Linked DNA regions of Mus musculus: all the other regions are linked to region 1. A link is a contact called in public Hi-C, HiChIP or PLAC-seq and promoter capture Hi-C data. All regions are on one chromosome and are shown on one strand. The core of a region is the stretch at or near the end of the contact, and the rest is flanking DNA. Distances in the headings are between cores, read along the strand shown.

Region 1 (3,059 bases), core at 387-2,886:
GATTTCCAAAGAGAGGGGAATTGCCACTTTCAACCTCTTAAAGCCAGAGGTGGGAAGAGTTTGGAAGAAGGCTGACATTTGTCTGAACCAAGAGAATAAAGAAAAATGTGTCCTCTAGTAACTTTCTTTTCCAAAAGGGGCTTTGAGGGCCAAGACACAAATTATGCAAGGCAGCCTTTTTGTAGACCCCTTTCTTTTAAGAAGCCACCTCTGCGGGGGCATCATTGTCTCAGTTTACTTTCAAGGCATTTTCATTCAAATAGGAATATTGGGGAAATTAGTATTGCATTTTAAAAGTGAGAGCTCTGTATTTAGTATCTAACTAGTACAGAACTTAGCTAAGGAAAAAATCTACAAACTTATTATCTTGCATAAAATCCCATGCAAATTAAAATTACTTTTATAAAAGGAATGTTTTTCCAACCAAAAATTCACTGCACCAGGACATTACTTAGCGGAAAATGCTCCCCATTTCTACTGATACTGAAGATGAATATAATCGATAATGAGGCAAAAGTTCTCAGCTGTTCATTTTCATTAAACATAGCTTTAAACTTTTGGTCCCTAAATGCTTAAATTACAGCACTGGATATGAAGCATCTTCCCCCTTGTCTTTTTTATCTTTTAAAACAGGTGATTCCTTGAGCTTGTATTTTTATTTATATAGCTGTTGGCTAGGAATCTATAGACAACTTGATCACTTGAATTAACCACAAGAAACATGCATAAGGCTGCAAACGCATTAAGTAAAACTGTCGATTTAGGCCGCGGCTTTAGGATCCTCATTCAAAAAGAGAGAAAGAAAAGAGGAAACTTAGTAGCAGTGTCTTTCAGCCACGTTTCAATTTAATCTCACATTTGACTTCCACAATTGCTTTTAATACGTACCCTTTGCGCCATCGGCCTCTCTGGCTCCCTTCCTACTTCAACTTCTAATATATCCTCTTTAAGGCCAGTGTGAAAAGAAACAAATATGCAAACTCCCCCGGAAAAAAAAATAAAGCACAACAATAACAAAAAAAAATCCCTTTGCGTCTCCAGCAGTGTGAATTACTGGTCCCAGATCTTCGGTCTACCGGACCTGAAGCAAGGCGCCCGCGTCGCTGAGCATAAAAGCGCTCTGGTTCCACCAAGACAGCAGTGGGAGGGGAAAAAAAAAGCAGATCTTCTCTCCCCCCCAAAAAAATCAGTTTAAAAAAAAAGAAAGAAAAGAAAAGAAAAAGAAAAAAAAAAAAGAGCGCCCCTCAGACCCAACTACCAAATCTCATGGCTTTCTGCCACTCCAGCTGTCAATCACAGGCGAGGTTGTCAACGTGGTGAATGAATGATCGTCCGTTCTGTCTTCTTCTGGTCAGAACACCTCAAATGTTAATATTCAAATGCACAAAGCCCTAGCGCCCGCTTTCCTTGAATCAGTCCTAATTCCTAATCAGTTTCTCTCTTCTCTCGCTCTCTTTCTCTTTCTCTCTCCCTCTTTGCAACTGCTGCACTGAAGGGAGATTAGAGAGGAGGGTTAAAAAAATGTCTGTCTGAGTTTGTCTTAAAGGAGCCACGATCGATGCTGCCCGCTTGCAGTCGCCGTGCGTGTGTAAAGTGTGTGTTGCACAGGCGGAGAGGTGGATTCCGACCAGAATGCTAGAACCCGGAAGTAGTGGTGGCCATAACAGGTCGCGTCTTACACAATGCATTGGGCTGCAGCAAGTAGGCTCCTCGGCAGGGGTGGGTGCGCGAAGCGAGCTCTGGCCGCACTGGAGAGGCAGAAAGACACTCCACAAATTCGCACGCCCAGGCACTAACACCACACACCCAGGGCACATGCACACAAATACAGGCTGCAGCTCCCAACCCGCCGGCTTTACGTCCCCTTCCAGCCTCTCTTCCCAAAGCGGACGCTTGAAATAAATCGGGAATAAACGTAGGGCAGGCAGATGCCGGAGTTAATTCGCTCAGGGCTCCGCTCATGAAAGACTTCAAGACTTTCCTCGAAATTATTGGGGTCTGCCAGTATTTTTCGGGGTGGGGGTGATGCCAAAAGTACTGGATTCTCTGCTAGACTCCCGGAGGAGAAAAGTCAAAGCCAGAGCAAGAAGAGGAGCTGGAACTGGACTGGAAAAGGTTCCGCTCGAGAGTCCTGAGAACGTGGGGTAGCGGTCGCCCGGGCGTTCTGCAGACTCAGCTTAGAGGTTTTCTTTTCTTTTCTTTTTTTTCTTTTGGTTTGGGTTTTTTCTTTCTTTCTTTATTTTTTTTTCTCCCCCCGCTGTCAGAAGTGGACGTAGGGCCGGAGGAAAGGAAATGCTTGCATTTTGTCACTTTGAGTCCGGACGTCCCCACCTCCTCTCTTGCAGCCCTCAGCCCCAGCCGCCGCGCGAAGTGAGGGAGGAAGGGAGGGAACAATGAGCCGAGCGCCGGGAATGTGCCCCCAGCGCTTGTTTACAAACACCGAGCTATTTATGACCGCTGGAGAACGAAACTCAACGCGGGCACCAAGCAGCCAGACCTTGCGGGCGGCCGGGGCCTGGGAGCCCCGGGACCCGAGGCTCTTTCTCGATTGCGCTACCGGCAAGTTTAGCCGTGCGCCCGGGGCGCGGCGAAGCTGCAGAGCTCCGCTGCGCTGCGGCTGGGGCTGCCTTTGTCTGGGCGACGCCGAGGGGCTCCAGCCTCGGCCTTGCTCGGGCCTGGAGACGCTGCGCTCCCTCCCACCCCCCACCCCCAGCTCTTTCAGCGGCGACGCCCGGAGCCGGCCTCCCAGACCTCCATCTCTCAATTTGTCTATCTCCGAACCCAGCCCCGTGAAAGCTCCCAGTTCCAGAGAAAAAGAAATCCACTTCGGAAGCTGAGATTTCAGACAAAAGCTGACCCTGCCCACAACTTAAAGTCTCCAACCAGCCAGTGGTTTTTAACTTTCTCTCTTGAAATACCACACCCTGGACTTAAAATTGTTTTTTGAGTCTTTTTATTCTCACTCTTCAGCTACTCTATCTAGTGGGGGTTATTTTACTCTTTATGTTTCTGCGCCCGGCTCTCGTGGCTTAGATTGCTCAGTCACAGTAGCTCTCGGA
Region 2 (3,083 bases), core at 1-2,500, 620 kb before region 1:
AAAGAAAAGTAGGAGTCCTGCTCTTCATTTCTGACACCCCCATATTTCCGCAGCCTCCCTGAGCTTGGGACTCAGATCCACTAACCGGTTTATAGAACAGAAAGCTCTTTAGAGTCAGGGCTCACGCTGAAGCCCAGAAGGTTTTGTTTGAGCTTGAGAATCTTCATAGGTTTATGCAATCCCAACAAATATTTCAAAGAAGGAAGTTCCACATTTGAAGTGGGTGATCCTATTAGACACCGGGAGATGGCACCTTTGTTGTGGGCCCAAGCATCATTTTATGTGAGATAGAGCTGCATCCCGCTAATACTCCAAGACATCACTTTCATGCCAGGAACAGATAGGGCTGAACTTGCTTCACGCACTTTGTCATTCACTGTTAATAATGAGTGATGAAAGTTCAGAGGAGAGGAGCTAAGTGGATAGTAAGCTGGAAAAGAATGAATTTTAACCAGCAACATGCCAAACTCGTGAGAAAATGCATTAGAAAAGAGAGGGTACAAAGGGCTGCCCGTGGCCACCAAATCACACAGTTGAGATGGTTTCTTTGGAAGTACATATGGCTCTCCTTAGAGAAGAATTATGGAGACCCTGGACCAAAAGTTGGGACTTCCTACAAACCCTGAGAGATTTGGAACAACTGACTAGGAGGAAAAAACAGGGACACTTCTGTCCTGACGTAACAGAAAAGAAACGGAAAGAAGAGAGTTGATTCAGATAATTATAAGACTCAGTGTATAAAAATATTGATTACACGAATTAATGCTTTCTCAGCAAAACTAACAAACATTTTGTATTCCTTCATTATTTCTTTCTCACTTTCTTCTTCCTGCCTGCCTTTGCTCTGGCTTTCCCTGTTTGTTTTCTTACCTCCTTCTGAGAGGGACCACTGGAATTCCTCTCTTCCCAGGTATATACTGGGCCAGTATATAAAATACTGTTAAAATCATGGTTAGTGTTGATATGATCTCTGAATTCATGTCATAAACACTCCTGCTGTTTGTTTCTCAGTAAATAAGCCAAGATACCAGGGGCAGAGAAATTTGACTCCCTATCTAGCATCTATTGAATTCTCTTGCTTCTGGAATGCCTTATGCTAAAGGGCTGTGTCTAAGAGCCAGCCAGACAAATCTAATGCCGCACCAAACACCTTGAACAGTTAGCAATTGCTTTGAGACAGGCATGCAAAAACTACAACTGATTGCTCTGGCTTGAAGGTGCTGCCCCAGCCAGAAGCCTGGGTGAATATTTCCATCTTGACCAGAGGGGGCGACCCTTCCCTCATGGAGGAAATGTTATGACCTGTGACCAAGGCACAACCATTAGTGACTATGATTATCGAAAAAGAATGCTTGCTCTTCACCAAGCAAATTGTGATGGATCCATACACCCCGTTTGAGAACTATGTAAGCTGCTGTTAGAAGCAGTAGAAATGCCCCTAGCTCACTGGCCTGCCATTTCAATAGCAGGTCCGATGAAGACTTCTTTGCAAAGGTATTTCCTTGCCTTTGTTCAGTAATATGGACTGAGCTGGAAACAGAAATGGCAGGAGTAGCAAATGCTAGAAGTAACCTGGTGGCCTAGAAATCCCTGCCCCAGGCTTGGCATCTATGGGGGCTGTCGATCCCAAATATGGCACATCATCTGCTGATCTAATAGCTGCAGACACTGTGGGCACCAGGGGAGTGGATACTGCCTGATTTTCGCAGGGCTCCAGCCAAACCCAATGCTGTCCAGAGTCAGATTTCCATGCTGGACTGATGTGCTTTCTTTGGTCCTGGGTCCTGGGTCCTGGGTCCTGGGTCCTGGGTCCTGGGTCCTGGGTCCTGGGTCCTGGGTCCTGGGTCCTGGGTCCTGGGTCCTGGTTTTAGCTCTAAACAGCTATGATCCCAGCTTGATGGAGAAGTTCTGGAATGTTTCAAGGCGATCTCAGCAGCTAGTGCCAGGCTCTTGATCCAAATTCCTGAATACTTCTCTGTGTGCCTCTGCTGCCAAATGCTGTCCTGACAGGAGAAGGTACCACGAGTCTTCCTGCCACTAACAATTGAACAAGATGCCAAACAGTTGGATTGCTATGAGGGCAGAAAGAAGGAAAATGGAAATAAAGAAGCAAAGACAAGAAAGCTGGAAGCTGATAAAGGGGCATAAGGGAAGGTAGACAGAAGAGGTCCAGAGAGATGTTAAGTCTTCAGGGACAAAGTTCTTTGACTCCAGGTGGAGAGATTTAACATTGAGCATTGACAAGGTCCAGGAGTGTCTGCTATAAGATGACATGGAGACTCTAACACCCGAGGCCCTGATCGTCACAAGCATCTGCGTCTCGTGCTTGAATTGTATCATTAGGTGGCAACTATGGCTGATTCCTCCCACCTACAGCCCGGCTCATTGCTGGTAAGCACTGAGGGAACGTAATGACGTCAGATACCTTCACTTGGAGAGTTACTGTCTATCCATGGTTCTATTCGTGTAGAGCTAAGAACCGGAGACCAGCTGATTGATATCATCTCCTGCTATATCCTTCCTTTTCCTTTAAAAAAAAATCACAATCAAAGAATGTATTCATTTGTATTCATTAAGCAATTCCTCCATGCTGGTGTACATGGAGAAAGAGTGAGCAGAAAGCCCCCTTCTGCTAATATCCTGGTAACATTAATAATAATCTAAGCCACAGCCTTTGTGAACTGTTAGCTCAACCTTGATTCCATCTATATCCACAACTTCAAAGGACGTGTTCTAATAGCGTACTTATAAAGCATACTTATGAGACTTGTCCTCTGAAGCAAGAACACAAGCATTTTAGAATCTGGTGGCATTAAGAAGACTTTTATCAGTAAGGAATAAAACCACATGATTTAGGAATTTAAGTGAAATTTTCAGTTGTCTATAATGTCAAAATTTCTAAGCAGCTCATCTGAATTTGTCTTGCCTATTTCTGGAGACCATGAACTGGTCCCAAGACATGGTAATTCTCCTTATAAACACCATGTAATCCAATGTGATCTTGATTGTCAGTGGCCTGATCATCTTGGTGGTATTTTACCACTTTTGTGTGTGTGTGTGAATACGAAGATGAATATAAATGG
Region 3 (3,145 bases), core at 339-2,838, 620 kb after region 1:
CACAGGGTGATAGGAGCCAAGAATTAAGTCCACAGCAGGTCAACATAACTGAAAAAATTGCATCGAGCCAGAACAGACCAATGTGTGAATTTGAATGAGAGTGCCCGCTCAGAGGGGAATTTTGCTTCCTATTTGGTGGACTGTTTAGGAAGTATGGCCTTGTTGGAAAAGGTGTGTCACTAGAGGAGAGTTTGAGGCTTCAAAAGCCCATGCCAAGTATAGTCTATCTCTGCCTTGGGTTCATAGCTCAGATGTAAGCTCTCAGCTACTACTCCAGTGTCATGCCTGCCCGCCTGCCTCTTGCCTGCCTGTCTGCATATGCCCCTCCAGATGATCATGGACTAACCTTCTGAAACTATAAGCAAGCTCCCAGTTTCTTTTATAAGCTGTCTTGGTCACAGTGTCTCTTCACAGCCATAGAACAATAACTAAGGCAGGAGCTTACAATTTCAGAGAGTGAGTCCATGACTATCATGATGGAGGACATGGCCACAGGCAGGCATGATGCTGGAGCAGTAGCTAAGAGCTTATCTCTTGAGAAGAAACCAAGAGGCAGAGAGAATGGAATGGGCTATTGATTTCTCAAACCCACCCACGGTGACATATCTCCTCCAACAAGGCCACACTCTTGATACTTAGCTATCAAAATGCTAACTGGGGGCCAAGCATTCGCACATGAGCCTGTGGGGGTTATTTGCATTCAAACTACCACAGGGGTCAAAGTACCTGGGCAGCAGCATCACCTTTACTTGTCTACAGCCCCACAGCCAGCGGAGCGACCACCAGGCTTCCTCGCTGAAGATCACTGCGGAGCATTCTTCCAAATGGAGCAGCTCATTCTGTCGTTCCTACATTGCAGACCACACAAAGCTCTGCCCTCACTTGGCAGCTAGCAGGCCCTCACTATACAACCATCTCCTATACTATATGCCCTGGGTTGAGACTCTATATCCCTTCCCCCAAGAAACACAGAACAGGGTGAAGACAGAGGCGTGTGGCTGTAGAGTTACAGTATTTCTCCAAAACTGGAATTAATTATCGCTACTTGCTCCTCTGTCCCTCTTAGATCTGCAAAGTGTGGGTCACAGTGACTTTGTTTTTCTTGGCCCACCACATATTGAAACCATTCCTGCGTGTCGATCCTGAATATCTATCTCAGCCAAATCCTTGTGAAAATTACTTACTGTGCAGTATAACAGAGAGAGTTTCTAAAGTTAAATGTCTTAGGGTATTTTATCTTTTTCAAGTGCATACCAAAAGCAATTAAGTTCAAACTATGGGGTACAGTCTTTGCCAGTTTCCATTCTTGACACATATGTGTCTGGGTTTACAAGTTCAAAGGCCTCTTAAAGGATCAGATCTCTAGCTTCAATTTTCTCCCTGTAAGCGAAAAGCAGGGCTGTGTCCTTGCTTAAATCATCTGCAAGGAAGTCCATAGCACAGGGCTTCTGCCCAAGAAATCTCTCATGTGGCTAGAAGACCAGAGCCAGAGCCCTGCACCTTCCAGGTCAGGCCACAGGGATACTACAGGGTAGAAGGTTCAAGAGACTACTACAGGGCTCAGAGCAAGGCAGAGCAGTAGCAGTCCTGGGCCAAAAGCGTCTGAGTCAGCGTGCTGTTGCCGCGTTCCCAGGCCACACTGCGTTCCTTGTGGCCTCACCCTGCTGCCTGCTCATTTCATCTTACCCAGCCCCATTTTGTCCTCCCTTCCCCTGGCCGCGGAGATCTTTGCTTCTAGATTCCTGGGGCTTCACACAGCCCTTCCCTTTTCTGCTTCTGTCCATGAGTACCACAGCTCCTTCCTTCCACTTCTTTCCCACTCGATCCTGGAGAAATTTTCTGTGGGATTCGCAGTTAAACAAGTATTAAGAGCCCAGAAAGCCTGTTGAAAATTTCAATCTCTCTCCAAACCCTAAGTTTGCTTTTCAACACCAATTATCAAATTGCAGCCCAGTCTCATTTGTGGAGACCGTAATTCGGAACCTGTAGGCTCACCCAAGTTTATTTATAATCCCAGACAGTCCTGTTGAAGCTGCTCACAGCCATGGGCAGAGCTGCAAGGCACTGAGCTTGCTCAGTGCTCACACTCCACTACTGAGCTGGCACAAGGCAAAACTCTGCATTGCTTCAGCTGGATTGCTATAAACAAGCATCCTTCTTGATGCCTACTTACGACCAGTTGTTTTGTATTTTTACTTTTTTGTTAGTGGTTTTGCTGTATAAAATTGACCCTGGAACATGGGATCAGTAACCCTGGATCAGTAACTGCTGAGTTGCACAGGAGGAAGCTATCCTGATTCCCCCTTACACTGGAGCACGGTTATAGAGAAGAGTAGTTCAGTATACATTTTACAAAGCCAAAAGGGTTTTGAAAGTTTCCACAATGAAGAATTGATAAATGTTTGAGTAAATATTTTAACATGACTTCATATCACACACACATATGTATGTATGTATGTATGATGTGTGTATGTGTACATATATATGTATATATGTTAAAACAATGCCCCACTAATATATAATTTTCATGTTTTATGTACTAGTTAAAGACAAATTTAATGAACAATGAAAGATAAGTAAACAAACTAAAATGGCTGCTGAGGGCTCAGCTTATCTGATGTCCCATGTTTCAGGCAGCTATGGTATACTCCATGCAGGTAAGCACCCAGCTGCATCCAGCAGGTTGTGTCTCTTGATTATGCAGCTCATAGTAGTTCACCATAAATATTTACTAAAGGAGATGCCTTCAAACAGAAACACACATAAAATACAATTATGGGGCCCAGTGAGATGCTCAGCAGTTAAAGGCACTGGCCACCAAGCCTGATGACCTAAGTTTAATCCCTGGACTACACATGGTGGAAGAGAAAACTGACTCCTTCAAGATGTCCTCTGACCTCCACACATGCACTGTAACTCACACACATACAGACACACACACACACTCACACACTCACTCACTCACTTGGTCAGCCAGTCAACCAATAACTGTAAACACTTAAACTTCTGGATTCATCAGTTGAGGAAATCATGACCATAGGTCACAGGGTCACATAAACCTGCCCTTGAAGTTCCCACAGAGGAAACAGCTGTGTCTACTACTACAACATGCTCACTGACTTTATAGAACATAACTACCATGAAT
Region 4 (2,886 bases), core at 289-2,788, 660 kb before region 1:
TATAGGACTCGTCCCAGGTGGCATGCTTGTATTATTGGACAGACTTTAATCTTAGAATTATACAGGCCCACATTTTTCCATTGCCAAACACTATTTGCAGTTCTGTCCCAGATGTAACAACCTAATCAAAATAGAATTTCATAGAGCACTACACAGAGGATTGGCTTCTGGGGACTGTGCAACAGGTAGCTGTATGTTTATTGCCTTCTTTTATGAAACTTATACAATGCAATTGCAAAGTGCACAATGAATACTGGGACTTGACTCATAAGTAATGAATTGTAAATAATAAGGTTTAGCATCAGCCAGAAACATTTTCACATACTCAAATGCCAGCGTTCTCACCCACATCTCCACGGACTTTAAATCAACACAGAGCGTTCCCACCTTTCCACAGCGTCCTTCTCAATGACGCAGACTGCCAACTGACCTGCAGCCCTGACAACGAGTGCATCCTTGCTTAGAGTGGAAGAGAGAAACCTTTCATGTACAATAAAGAGAGGTTTTAGGCTTTATTTTTTGTTTTGTTTTGTTTTTGTTTGTTTTTTCAGAGGTCTTTTTCAGAGATGCAGAGATGGTTCAAGGATAAAATAGCCATTTAGAAATGTCAAAGGAGCAAATTTCTGAGCTGAAATCATTTTGGAAAAGGATTTGCTTATAAAACACACTGGAAATATGTTGTCAAAACAATGTTATTTGGAAGTTCAAGAAAAGCATGTCCTTAGATCTCTGTCCCAAGTGCTGGTGACATGACAGCACCTTTGAGCCTTGCTTCTTCTGAGCCTCGTCTTCAAGGTCAAGCTGTCATTTCCACCATCTGCCTGCATTCAATCTGTCCTTTCTATGGCATTTTGAGAAATTAAGTTAAATTCCATAAACACAGAAATCTTAAGTCGCAAAGATATAAGTAGATGGAAAACTGCCAACCTTCTTCTCAGCATCGGCAGCAAATCAGCTCTGTTTTATAAATGTGGAAACTAAAGTTGAGAAATGTTACAAAATCTGATGCACTACTGATTGCACAAAGTAAGACAAAGTCAATAGTCAAAATCTGCTACTGCTCACTAAACGCATCTCCCCTTAAACAGCATGGAAGAGCCATGACATTCAAATTTGCTTAAATATGTGTGCAGCATGAAAGTGTGGCACACCCTTTCAAGAAAAGCACCCTTCCTCACTCCCCACACACCTGGCTACCTCTACCAGATTCATGTTTCTATAAACTGTTATACTACTTGTAACACTGGGATATAACAATTATTTAATTGAATTTTTGTAGCAGATGGTGTAAGTTTATAAATTGCCTCAATTAATGAATAAATAAAAACAAACTGTTGCTCTCATTAGTGTCCCTAAAATATGTAAATGACACACATTTATTTTCATGGCTCACAGATGGAGATGTTGAGGCCCATGGAGGCTTGGTTTGCTTTTGGGCAGGTAGACAGATATTCAATCCCAGAAGAGCTAACAGACTGGCGGTGACTCATTCTTTCTTTTTTATCCAGAACAAAGCTTAAGAGAGTCTGTTTAGAGTGCTTTCTTCCTGTCTCCTTATCTAGTGTTCTGTAATCTAATTTGGCCTTGGCATAGAACAAGTTGAACCAGCAATGAGAGCTTGGATCACAGTCAAGTCTCTGTGCTTCCCTTTCTGAAAAGTCTCACATCCCGAGGCCAGAGAGAAAGCAACAACGACAGAAAGGTGGAGTCCTCTCCCCTGAAAGTACAAGGAAGAACCTGGGTGTCCTCTGTTCAATCTAGGAAAAGGAAGTGGATGGCTATGTTCTTGGAGGTGTGGCACTTCTAAGAATCCTAACATCTGGAACAGAGGTACCTCTGTCCAAAAGAAGCTCTGAGAAGATGCCACAGCTATTCTTGTCCCAGAAGCCTCCACGGTGGTGCTGGTGTAGGGCCAGATGTTCCAGAACTTTTCATGAGGTAGCGTCACACTTGCGGCATTTCACTGGTAGCGAGTGCCACATTAAAATGCCATTTTAGGCAATTAATATTTTATTTATAAACACTTATAAATATTTATCACAAATGGCTGTTTAAATAGTAGCTTGTGAGAAAACAAATCTATTACATTTGTATTAAAAATTCCTTGGATGCTTAATTAAGGGAATATTTAGACAGACCATGAAAATTTTATACCAACTCCTTGAGAAGTCAGGGACAAACCTAGTTAGACTCTCTCATGAAACTGAGGGAATAAATTTGATAAGATGCCACACAAAATGGGGGCATCCAACTTGAGATCCCACGTCAAAATCTTTTCTTTAAACATTGTAAGTAAGATGGACTCATTCTAAATAAATGTCCTGACCTTACCCACAATCAAACTATGTCTCCTCCTTAAAGGTATCTGACTAAGCGTCGCAGCTTCTTCAGCTGTTTTCATCAGATCGCAAACACAATCGGCAGTCCAATTTTTCAACCAGGAAGAAAAATAGTTATTGCCCACATTGATCTGCTGTAGAGCAGAGTGTCTCACCTTATTCTCTTCTTAAAACATAATCGAAGCATTCTATTTTGAGGTCAACAATTTAACAAAGCACAGATATCTTTGTATACATTTAGCACTAAGAGAACATAAGATAGACTAAGTTCTTTTTACTGGCTATATGAGATTTCAATATTTTGAGAATTAGTGTAATTGTAAATGTGTATTTCCTCTCAGTGGCTGTAGTGTTTGTGTGCTTCGTCCTCTGGATTTGCATGTTGATACTACATAGCACTCTATTAGCTTTCATGCATTTGAAGGGTCAAAAAAACAGTGACCGACTTGAAAAGAGACTTGCAATCCCATCACAAGGTTCCAAGACTTGTTCTTTAGAACATCCTGTGGTCATCACAATGTGTTTCTCAATTATGATTAATTGAACT
Region 5 (3,043 bases), core at 343-2,842, 570 kb before region 1:
GATTTATGGTGGGACTTGGGGCTTGTTTGCTTTTGTTGGCTCCCTGGAGCTACTCAACCAATTAAAATGAATCCTCCTTTTGCACAGCCATTCAGATAGGAGGGTCCTTCCTGGGAGGCCCCAGGAGGGTTGATGTCACACTGGACTTGATAATGACTTGTCATCTGCCTTTGCGCCTGTGACCCAGGATCCTTGCGGTCTTCTCCCTGAGCAAGCATCCCTTTTTTTTTTTTTTTTTTTTTCTGGACATCAAGGTGCCTATTTCTCAACCTTTCTCCCTTCAAGCCCGGGTCACGGTCATGTGTCCCTCAGTTTCTCCACTTATATCACATTTGTTTAAAAATTAAGTAAAAAAAATTAACAAACACGGCATGTTTGAAAAGTGCTTACCTGAGCCAAAAGCTCCCAATCCCTTTAAGCTTTTGCTAATCTGCTGCATAGGAACATGTACCCCTACAAAGACAAGTATCAGAATTTCCTAAGCACCATAATCGGTACAAAGCCTTAACAGTGCTCAAGCCCATACATGTATCTATTATATACTAATACTGATATTTATTATTATCATTATTATTATTAATTATTGTTAGGGAAAGAATTAATGGAAGTTGTTTAAGTTGCACTTTTTTATTGAAAACAATGAAGGGGGTTTAGAGTTGATGGCAACAATATCTCCCCAAAACTGGGACATATTTCATGTCACTGAACTGCTTACATGTATGGGTGTCAAACATGAGTATGATGCCCTGCATAAGTAACGAATATGCACTGACCACAGTAAAATACTTGCTCAATAGTAATGCTAATAATTATTGCTACTATTGATGTTAATAATTAATATTAACTCAAAGCATATCTGGCTTAGTATGTGAACCTTAAATGTATTTAATACCACTGAATTGTGGACTATGAATGTTTAAAATAATGAGCATTGTGACATACATACTGACTACAATAAAATATAGATATAAAAATATGCAACATAAGTTCATTGAAATTCTTATGATCAATTTTGTAATAACTAATACAATTAGTAATTGTTTACATGAATACTAGTAACTAATATTCAGATAAAGGTAATTGAGATGTGTGAATTATGCACGTGTCCAGTGCTATACTAAACCATGTATTTATAGTTAAGTGAAATGATTAATACTATGTTACGTGAACCAGCCACAAATTACCTAAGGAATTAACCAAATAGTAATATTTATATTAATTTGGGCATTTCTGTCTCAGATGGTCACGTTCTTAGCACTGTTCCTAGGAGACAGGCTGACAGCTGACCATCCATGGGAGGAAATGTAGAGATAGATGTCCAGTACCATCCCAGTCCTGTTTCAGATGGTGGTGAAAACAGAGCAAAGCAAGTTAGGAATAAGACAGGCCCAAGCACAACCGATAAGCACCAGCTTCTCAGAATACCTCAGAAACATTTTAAAAGGAGGGGGATATAGATTTCCAGAAAACCACATAATTTGAGGAAAATAGGGGGTCATTCTCCAGAGGCTTTGATCTGTTCCTTGCCATCTCACAGAAGGCAGCCAGACCATGTTGACTCAACAACAGCAGTACAAGCTGGGACCCATTAATTTACACAGCTTCATGTGGGAGCTGCGGCATCGCCCAATATATTATGCCCTGGCTTAGCACAAAGTAAGTATTACCATATAATTTGTGACTTGCCTCATCCTTTTCTTTTCTTTTCTTTTCTTTTCTTTTCTTTTCTTTTCTTTTCTTTTCCTTTCCTTTCTTTTCTTTTTTCTTTTGTTCTTTCCTTCCTTCCTTTGTACATACTCAAGCCCATCAAACAAGAATTTGTGACTTCTTCTGATCAATATTTGTAACTGCGTGTTCTAGATGTCCCTTTAAAGTCTATAAGAGTATAAAATTTTAAAAATATAAGATAAAATTTTCTCTACTAGAGAGTTTGGGAATTAAAGGTCTTGAGTTTAAATTGATTCTGAAGTCAACCAGTTTAGACCTTCTTCAAGAGTTGTTAGTTGGTCAAGACTTATTACTAACACTATGAACACAGGAAGGAAGGAAGGAAGGAAGGAAGGAAGGAAGGAAGGAAGGAAGGAAGAAAGAAAGAAAGAAAGAAAGAAAGAAAGAAAGAAAGAAAGAAAGAAAGAAAGAAAGAAAGGAAGGAAGGAAGGAAGGAAGGAAGGAAGGAAGGAAGGAAGGAAGGAAGGAAGGAAGGAAGAAGAGAAGAAAGGAAGAAAAGAAAGAGAAGAAAGGAAAAAAGAAAGAAAAAGAGAAGAAGCATAAAGAAAAGAAAAAAACAAAATTAAAGAGAAGGGAAGGGAAGGGAAGGCGGTGCCACCCAAAGCCATGCCTTCAATGACCATTTCAGCATTAGGTTTATTCTCTTCTTCCTTCTAACACGTGTTGAACTTGGTCCACTCACTGGCAAGTGATCTACTAAATCTGGGGTGGAATCTGAGAGAGACTCAGGGACATACTGGAGACAGAGAATCAAGATTTGAGAAAGCAGCGGTATGCTTAGAGAAGATGCCAAGAAGACATCTTTCTGTGTGGACTAGGAATAAAAACAATGTTAGATGGAATGTGACATGTGATGGACGGTACAAAAAAAGACAGGACTAGATCTTTGCAAATGAACTTTGTTTAGGAAGAAAAAAATCATCTTTTCTATGTGTCAGCTAAATTAAATTCCTCATTCCCTCTGTGTATGTATGTGCATGCGTGTGTGCATGTATTCTTGTGTTGTCTTCTTCCTTTGTGAGTGTATGGGTGAGTTGATTAGGGGCATTCCTCCTTACACAAAGTAGAGGGAGGTGTCAGGATTTAGTTAGACCTGACCTGTGCCACCTGATAAATGACTCATTTTTTGGAGTGTAACCTGATGCTGACCCCAGCCACAAGAATCTACAGACATAGAAGATAGGCTACTTCTTTGGTGGTAAGAAGAGAAAAGCCCGGCCTGCCTAGTTGGAAGGATAGAAGGTGTAAAAGGCTTTCCCATCAGCTGGGGGGACTGTGCAGAAAGGAAGGGGTTACATGAGATTGGGCTCTGTAC
Region 6 (2,940 bases), core at 402-2,901, 530 kb before region 1:
AGAAGGGATATATAAAAAAGAATACATAATATATGTATACTATGTATATTATATGTATAATATACATAAATATATGTGTATATATAATATGTATAATATATACACATACTATACAAAATATACATACATATAATATATAACATACATATACATGAATGAATACATATAGTATACACTACATATACTATACATACATATGCATATAAATAAATGCATTATGCATAGTAATACATATACTATACATAATATACATATATTATGTATTATATACATATACTATACATAGAAAACTCAAGAACAACATACATGGACAGGAGTATAAAGAATGTGCAGCTTTAGATGGACTGAGATTTTGTTCCGTTCCTTCATTTTAGCTTCTCCTTTTGCCTTTGCAGATGTACAACACAGAGACGATCAATGAATAATTGAAACCTAAGTGAAGGCCTGCTCAAGAGACAAGAGAATCTGAGATATTGGGTAAGTCCCTGAGCTAAGAACAGTCTTGCCTGGATATGCTGTGTCTACTTCTCTCAAGAGAGATGTTGGCTTTTATTCTCATCTGAGGAAACCAGTGTTCCTGACAGGTTGTTTTGAGAGTGGACTCTTGACAGCTGTGTTCCATCAAGCATTTCCACATGGACACAAAGATCCCTGTTTGGGCCTGTGGTGAGTGTGTCAGCAGATCTATGTAATTGGGAACCATGCTTTTTGAATGGAAAAGAAAGTGTCTGGACATAGAAATATGTCTCTGATTATCCTCCTACCACTCTGCATGAACAGGTTTGCAGGCATTTCTTTCCTAGCTCACTGGTTTATTAAAGTGATCCCTGTCAGGTGGAGGCAAGTCAACCAACACAGGCAATAAGCCTGACTTGCTCAGGGATGTGACAGATAAGGTTCCTGGGATAGCCTCTCTGTGGATATCTGACTTATGTCAATGAAAGCATATTTTATATAAAAATTATAATCACAAAAGGAACTGATTGGCTTTACTTAAAAATACGGTGGAGGCCGTCCTGCCATTTGTCTTAAGGTAATACAGGCACAGCAGAGGTGGCACTCTCACCCTTGACAAGCCAGTCACTGAGTTCCTGATGCTGCTGCTTGAGGAACTCAAGTATTTCTAAAGGGAATCCTAAGTAGGAAGCAGCTACACTGGAGGAGGGGATGGTGAGAAAAACATGGGTCGGCATGCATAGCTATGCTCATATTCAATCTGAGAGTGTCCAGGATCACTGCAGAATTTCAAAGCTAGAAGCCTGAAGAAATATTAGCAATTAATTAGCGGCTGAGTTCAGAAAAGCCACTGTAGTCTCCGATGGTCTAATTCTTCAGGAAAGAAACAAAGCATTTCCATTCGCTGCTGAGAAGCACCCCCGTGCAGTCTGGAAGGGGCATTTTGTTGAAGGCTGGCACTTGCAAGAGGGTAGTGATTCATATTATGAAAAAAACTAGACATTTTTTTTTAAAGACACAACTTGGTAACTAATTTTTGTCTCTCCCTGTCAGGGTAACCGTTTGAATGTTAATTTAATTTTACAGAATATCATTTATGTAAATGTAATTAGAAAGGAAACATGATCTGGAGATGTGCAGCACCAAAGAAAATTTATTACTCCAAGGGGTATTGCTCTAATCACTCAACTGCAATATCGAGTTTCCCCAGATTTAATCTAAAAGCAATAAATTACAAAAGGCTAATGCCCTGCCCAACAACAAGCTGTCAAGAACCCACGTTTCAGGGAAGGAAACCAGAAGGAGGAAGAGGTGGGAAGGCCTGACTTCATCTTAGCAACAGGCTATCAGCGACTTCATATTTCTTGATATGAAACTTGATACAGACCACATTGCTAGGGAAGAAGAAAAAATAAAAAGGAGTCATTCCAAACCAAATTAAAAAAAAAAAGTTAAAATGTGTGTGACCTCCACTGTTTTATAGCTTCTTTTTTCTAAAGTGTGATAGGGGGATATGCTTTTGTTAAAAACAAAACAACAATAACAACAACAAAACACTGTTACAAATCAAATACTGGAAACTCAGAGTTCATCATTCATCAAGAACAAAGGAAGGTGAATCCAAGAAACTTGCAACAGACCCGGTTCTTTGCCTCATGGAGCTAAGAAAAGGAAAGACACAGTTTGATGGATGTCAGGGCCCGTGTTGCATTGCGTTATGTACATCCTGGGAAGCCAGTTCTCTCGGAGAACCTTGCCAACACCAAAGAGCTGAGCCTGGAAAAGGAAGCCTCCCATCTCCTCTCTTCTTCATGTTTAGTCAAAGGTTATGACAGAAATAACTAGGCTGAGGGTTAGCTCCGTGTTATGCAAGACACATACCTGAACTCAAAAATTATTGGGGCTATCTGGTCGTTTTTAAGGTATTCAACAACTGTCACAATGGAGAAAGAAATAAAACCATCAATCTGGCTGCCCAAAGGAAACCTTTAATGAAGTGTTTAAAAATTCCACTGCCTGAGTTCTACCACAGAGCAATTAAATTAGGAGTCAATATGGTTAGGACTCAGGCTTGGGCATGTTTTAAAAGCAACCTTTGTGATTTTAATGTGTAGACCACAAAGAAAATGACAGCCTTCGATAAAGCTGGCTGGCATGCAATGGGAAACAGTTTTGAAGGGGTAGGGGTTCTGTAGGTTACTCTGTCACAGACACATCCCCGTGGATGGAGATGTCTGAGATGCAACAAAAGACAACTGTGAACTCTGATCAGTTGGAAAGAGCAGTCTACAGCAGCCGGCTAGGAGGGGAGTAGTGCTGGCAAGCAGAGCCCAACGATTTCAGTGTGGTTTCAAAACTTAGACTTCTTCTACTCTGTTTTTCGTGCCTAACAAGCATCCCAAGGGTGTAACCTGCCTCACCTCCTTTGAGCTGGGAGCAGAGCAATATCATTAGGGGGAAAAGGCAAGTCCTGAAATAAACTTT
Region 7 (2,803 bases), core at 260-2,759, 720 kb after region 1:
AATTCCCCTCCCCATGCCCTGAATAAACTCTATTCTATACTATACCATCATGTGGCTGCTCCCTCAGGGGGAAGAGATGCCTTGACATGGGCCCACCGAGGGACCCCCTTCCCCCATACCTCAGCACACTCCCATAGAACATTTTAGAGTTCTTTATCGTTTTATAACTATAACACCCAGCACCCATGTAGGATGACTCACAACCACCAGTAATCTAGCTCTAGGGGATCCAATGCCTTCTCCTAGCCTCCTCAAGTACCTACAGACACACACACACACACACACACACACACCACACCACACACAAACACTTTTTTTAATAAAATAAATCTTTAAAAAGTTGAGAATCCTCCTCCGGACAAGGCAGGTCTTTGTGTTGCCCTGTACCTGCCTCTAAAGGAACTCAAGCCTCCAGCTCAGGGACACTGACCCAGTTAGTTAAGTGAGAGTGCCCCACCCACACCCTCACTCCCACCCCTATCACGCTTTTCCACGATCTCCTAACTAGACTCTGATAGAGCAGACTTCCCAGTTACACATCACCACCATGCCTACTGGCCTGAGTCACTTACTCAGTAGCCATACTCCCTTAATAAAGGCAGGACGCAGTAACAAGAAAGCAACAGCCAGTGTATTTGTCAGCTGACATCCACACGTAGCCTCACTCTGTCAACACAGGCACTGTCTACACGGGTGCCTACAACTCCAAGCCCTTCAACATATCTGACTCCTCGAGCCCACGCTTATGGTGTAATTCTATCAAACAGACAGGGACTGGTTGCCAAATACATCCAGGGCCAAGAGATCGCCCTTCACTGTTAGAGGCTCCTACAGCGTGACCAGGAGAACAGCCTCTCCATAACCTAAAAAGGAAAGCAACTCACCCTAAGTCCATGCTTGTATCAAGAGCAGCCTTCTTCAGCATCAACTGCTGTCTTTCATTTGACTCAAAAATATTTTTTAACTAGCAATAAAATGTATTCCACTGTGATCCCATGCTGAGAGAGAAGTCTATACTTGGTGGGAAAGGCCCTCTGTCCCAGCATATTCTTCCAGACTATTACAGAACAGGGAAAACTATATCTGAGAGTTGAGTCCAACCAGAGGCGAAGTCCCAGTCTCTGATTTCATTTAAAAAAAAAAAAAAAGTTCACTGCTGCTCCCCTCCCCCACACTGTGAAAACTACCACCTTCCAGAGATCAATAAAAAAGGTCCCACACAGTTGCAAAAGACAAGGTTTTCTCCCTTTATAAGCACACTTGAAAGATGGGGGGAGGTCTTGAGGGTGAAAGTGATCTAAGGACACTGTGTATATAAAGTTCCTCTAGAACTTGGTTATTTCATTTTTTCTTGGAATAGCACACACTGTGCCTTCTACCCTGAGTAGCTCAAACAGCACCCAGTGTCAAGGCCGAGCCTTTGGTTTTAATCAGGGACTAAAGCCTAGAACGTTAGACAAAGAGAGCAGTTGCTGGTTACAGTACCGAGGGGACCATTAAAGGTGATTTCTCAGTTCGCTGAGCTCACCCTCAGAAACAGCCACATGCTTTGCTGAGAAGCATCCGCAGGACACGGTGCACCTCCCAGCTATTTATTTAACTTTATGTGGCTGTCATAAAACTTTTTTATTTGCTTTCAGTTAGACCATAGGTTTTGACAAGATAAATTTTTATTTAGGTCTTTGCCCAGCTACAATCAGAAACAGGAGACTCACCCTCCAAGGCTGATAGATGGATTAATCAAAGCAATTCCCCGCCCCACGTTCCTTCCAGCAACCACAGGGATCAACACACAGAGTTTTTCCTTAATTAAAGAAACTCAGCAACAAGGTGATTTACCGATGATGGATCTTGCAGGCCCTTTCATTGTGTGGTCACTGTTGGCCACTGTTTGAAATTTACCAACATAAATAAAACCTCTCCATGACTAAACAAAGTTAAAGTAGCAATAAATTGAGGCTGCCATGTCCTCTGAGCTAGATCTGAGGCCAACATAAATACCAGAATGCCTTGGCTGTGACATGCTTGACACAATGACATCATGCACTCCCAGAAGGAACAGCCTCGCCCAAGCCAAAGCCTCAAACCGAACACAATTCCCCTAAATGAATCAAATTGCAATGGTCTAGACTCGCCCGTTCTAAGGACTCCACTCTGCCTTCCTCGCCCTTTTCTGTCGAGCAATCGCATTAAAAATAATCTATACGCTGATCTAAATTTTACTTTTTCTGCACGATTAAATTTTGGCAGGAGTAAATCTCTGCAATTCACACTTCCTGGGAATGTTTGGAAAGTCACTAAAAACTCAGGATTTATCAGCTTAAGGTCCAGCCACTGCCGTGCGACCCTGTGGTCTATCTGCTACTACCTTTAGTGGTGGCCCAGGGCAGTGCTTGCCACAAGACCAACACTCTTCACTTAAAAGTAACTGGGCACCAGCTTCCCTCCCCCAGGCCTTGCTTTGTCCGCATCTAGCAACATGCTGTAATGGAATGCCTCTATGCATCAAGAAAGCCAGCCTACACTGGGGCCCGTCAGCCCTCACACCACTACTCAGAGGAGAGAGGGGAGAAACGTTGAAAATGCACTTGGAGGATGGCAAATTAAAAATGGAGAAAGTCTAATAACTAATTGGTGAAATCATAAAAGCTGCCGTAAAAGACATTTTCCTTAAACTACTTTACACAAGGCTATATAATTTTATGTCACTTTTTATTTATGTTGCTGTAATGAAAGCTGTTCTGGGAGATGAAGGGCTTCTGAAGAGAGAAATTGAACTACTTCTGAGAGGAGGAAAAAGCCT

The links. Promoter capture Hi-C pulls out the DNA fragments that hold promoters and counts their contacts. A called contact is a pair of places that touch in the nucleus more often than the background predicts. HiChIP or PLAC-seq counts read pairs in DNA pulled down with a chosen protein or histone mark.
Region 2: a contact with region 1 is called in an H3K4me3 HiChIP or PLAC-seq map of neural tube, with 7 times the contacts expected there. The contact joins the enhancer-like site here to the promoter of Meis1 in region 1. A contact is called at or near these places in 6 of 39 promoter capture datasets (the 3T3-L1 cell line, cranial neural crest, embryonic stem cells and 2 more), 1 of 484 Hi-C or Micro-C datasets (adipose-derived mesenchymal stem cells) and 6 of 115 datasets of contacts at active chromatin or transcription factors (acute myeloid leukemia, embryonic hindbrain, neural progenitor cells and 3 more).
Region 3: a contact with region 1 is called in a Hi-C map of uterus, with 2.9 times the contacts expected there. The contact joins the enhancer-like site here to the promoter of Meis1 in region 1. A contact is called at or near these places in 6 of 39 promoter capture datasets (cranial neural crest, embryonic stem cells, frontonasal cranial neural crest and 3 more), 3 of 484 Hi-C or Micro-C datasets (all in uterus), 11 of 115 datasets of contacts at active chromatin or transcription factors (craniofacial prominence, embryonic forebrain, embryonic hindbrain and 7 more) and 2 of 9 other capture datasets (adipose tissue and embryonic stem cells).
Region 4: a Hi-C map of the N1E-115 cell line shows a contact between it and region 1, with 8 times the contacts expected there. The contact joins the enhancer-like site here to the promoter of Meis1 in region 1. A contact is called at or near these places in 4 of 39 promoter capture datasets (the 3T3-L1 cell line, cranial neural crest, embryonic stem cells and 1 more), 2 of 484 Hi-C or Micro-C datasets (the C2C12 cell line and the N1E-115 cell line), 4 of 115 datasets of contacts at active chromatin or transcription factors (bone marrow-derived macrophages, embryonic basal ganglia, embryonic hindbrain and 1 more) and 1 of 9 other capture datasets (embryonic stem cells).
Region 5: a promoter capture Hi-C map of second pharyngeal arch cranial neural crest shows a contact between it and region 1, with 3 times the contacts expected there. The contact joins the enhancer-like site here to the promoter of Meis1 in region 1. A contact is called at or near these places in 4 of 39 promoter capture datasets (the 3T3-L1 cell line, embryonic stem cells, liver and 1 more), 8 of 484 Hi-C or Micro-C datasets (cerebellar granule neurons, cerebellum, cranial neural crest and 1 more), 2 of 115 datasets of contacts at active chromatin or transcription factors (bone marrow-derived macrophages and embryonic hindbrain) and 1 of 9 other capture datasets (embryonic stem cells).
Region 6: a Hi-C map of the N1E-115 cell line shows a contact between it and region 1, with 4 times the contacts expected there. The contact joins the enhancer-like site here to the promoter of Meis1 in region 1. A contact is called at or near these places in 6 of 39 promoter capture datasets (the 3T3-L1 cell line, 3T3-L1-derived adipocytes, embryonic stem cells and 2 more), 10 of 484 Hi-C or Micro-C datasets (3T3-L1-derived adipocytes, the C2C12 cell line, the N1E-115 cell line and 6 more), 6 of 115 datasets of contacts at active chromatin or transcription factors (acute myeloid leukemia, embryonic basal ganglia, embryonic forebrain and 3 more) and 2 of 9 other capture datasets (adipose tissue and embryonic stem cells).
Region 7: a Hi-C map of uterus shows a contact between it and region 1, with 3 times the contacts expected there. The contact joins the enhancer-like site here to the promoter of Meis1 in region 1. A contact is called at or near these places in 14 of 39 promoter capture datasets (cancer-associated fibroblasts, cranial neural crest, embryonic stem cells and 6 more), 6 of 484 Hi-C or Micro-C datasets (nephron progenitors and uterus) and 15 of 115 datasets of contacts at active chromatin or transcription factors (bone marrow-derived macrophages, craniofacial prominence, differentiating embryonic stem cells and 12 more).

What each region holds. Positions count from the first base shown.
Region 1 is chr11:19,017,333-19,020,391 of GRCm38.p6, forward strand. It overlaps Meis1 (Meis homeobox 1), which reads right to left and starts at 1,637. Exons shown (of 12, transcript NM_010789.3): 1 at 889-1,637. The coding sequence starts at 900. Gm16141 (a long non-coding RNA gene) reads left to right here. Exons shown (of 3, transcript XR_381070.4): 3 at 1-998.
Region 2 is chr11:18,398,506-18,401,588 of GRCm38.p6, forward strand. No RefSeq gene overlaps it. Among named protein-coding and RNA genes, the nearest start is that of Gm12022, 93 kb to the right of the region's middle. Within about 2 kb of position 1,251, at least 2 of the 459 cell types and tissues checked have an H3K27ac peak or open chromatin away from gene starts, as enhancers often do. A contact at or near this core is called in neural tube, where this site is marked.
Region 3 is chr11:19,639,778-19,642,922 of GRCm38.p6, forward strand. No RefSeq gene overlaps it. Among named protein-coding and RNA genes, the nearest start is that of Gm39601, 23 kb to the left of the region's middle. Within about 2 kb of position 1,589, at least 41 of the 459 cell types and tissues checked have an H3K27ac peak or open chromatin away from gene starts, as enhancers often do. A contact at or near this core is called in adipose tissue and uterus, where this site is marked.
Region 4 is chr11:18,353,468-18,356,353 of GRCm38.p6, forward strand. No RefSeq gene overlaps it. Among named protein-coding and RNA genes, the nearest start is that of Gm12022, 140 kb to the right of the region's middle. Within about 2 kb of position 1,539, at least 2 of the 459 cell types and tissues checked have an H3K27ac peak or open chromatin away from gene starts, as enhancers often do. A contact at or near this core is called in the N1E-115 cell line, where this site is marked.
Region 5 is chr11:18,444,794-18,447,836 of GRCm38.p6, forward strand. No RefSeq gene overlaps it. Among named protein-coding and RNA genes, the nearest start is that of Gm12022, 47 kb to the right of the region's middle. Within about 2 kb of position 1,593, at least 3 of the 459 cell types and tissues checked have an H3K27ac peak or open chromatin away from gene starts, as enhancers often do. A contact at or near this core is called in second pharyngeal arch cranial neural crest, where this site is marked.
Region 6 is chr11:18,488,345-18,491,284 of GRCm38.p6, forward strand. The region is part of intron 1 of Gm12022 (predicted gene 12022); the gene reads right to left. Among named protein-coding and RNA genes, the nearest start is that of Gm12022, 3.5 kb to the right of the region's middle. Within about 2 kb of position 1,652, at least 2 of the 459 cell types and tissues checked have an H3K27ac peak or open chromatin away from gene starts, as enhancers often do. A contact at or near this core is called in the N1E-115 cell line, where this site is marked.
Region 7 is chr11:19,735,567-19,738,369 of GRCm38.p6, forward strand. All of the region lies in intron 1 of Gm39602 (a long non-coding RNA gene), which reads right to left. Among named protein-coding and RNA genes, the nearest start is that of Gm39602, 5.7 kb to the right of the region's middle. Within about 2 kb of position 1,510, at least 35 of the 459 cell types and tissues checked have an H3K27ac peak or open chromatin away from gene starts, as enhancers often do. A contact at or near this core is called in nephron progenitors and uterus, where this site is marked.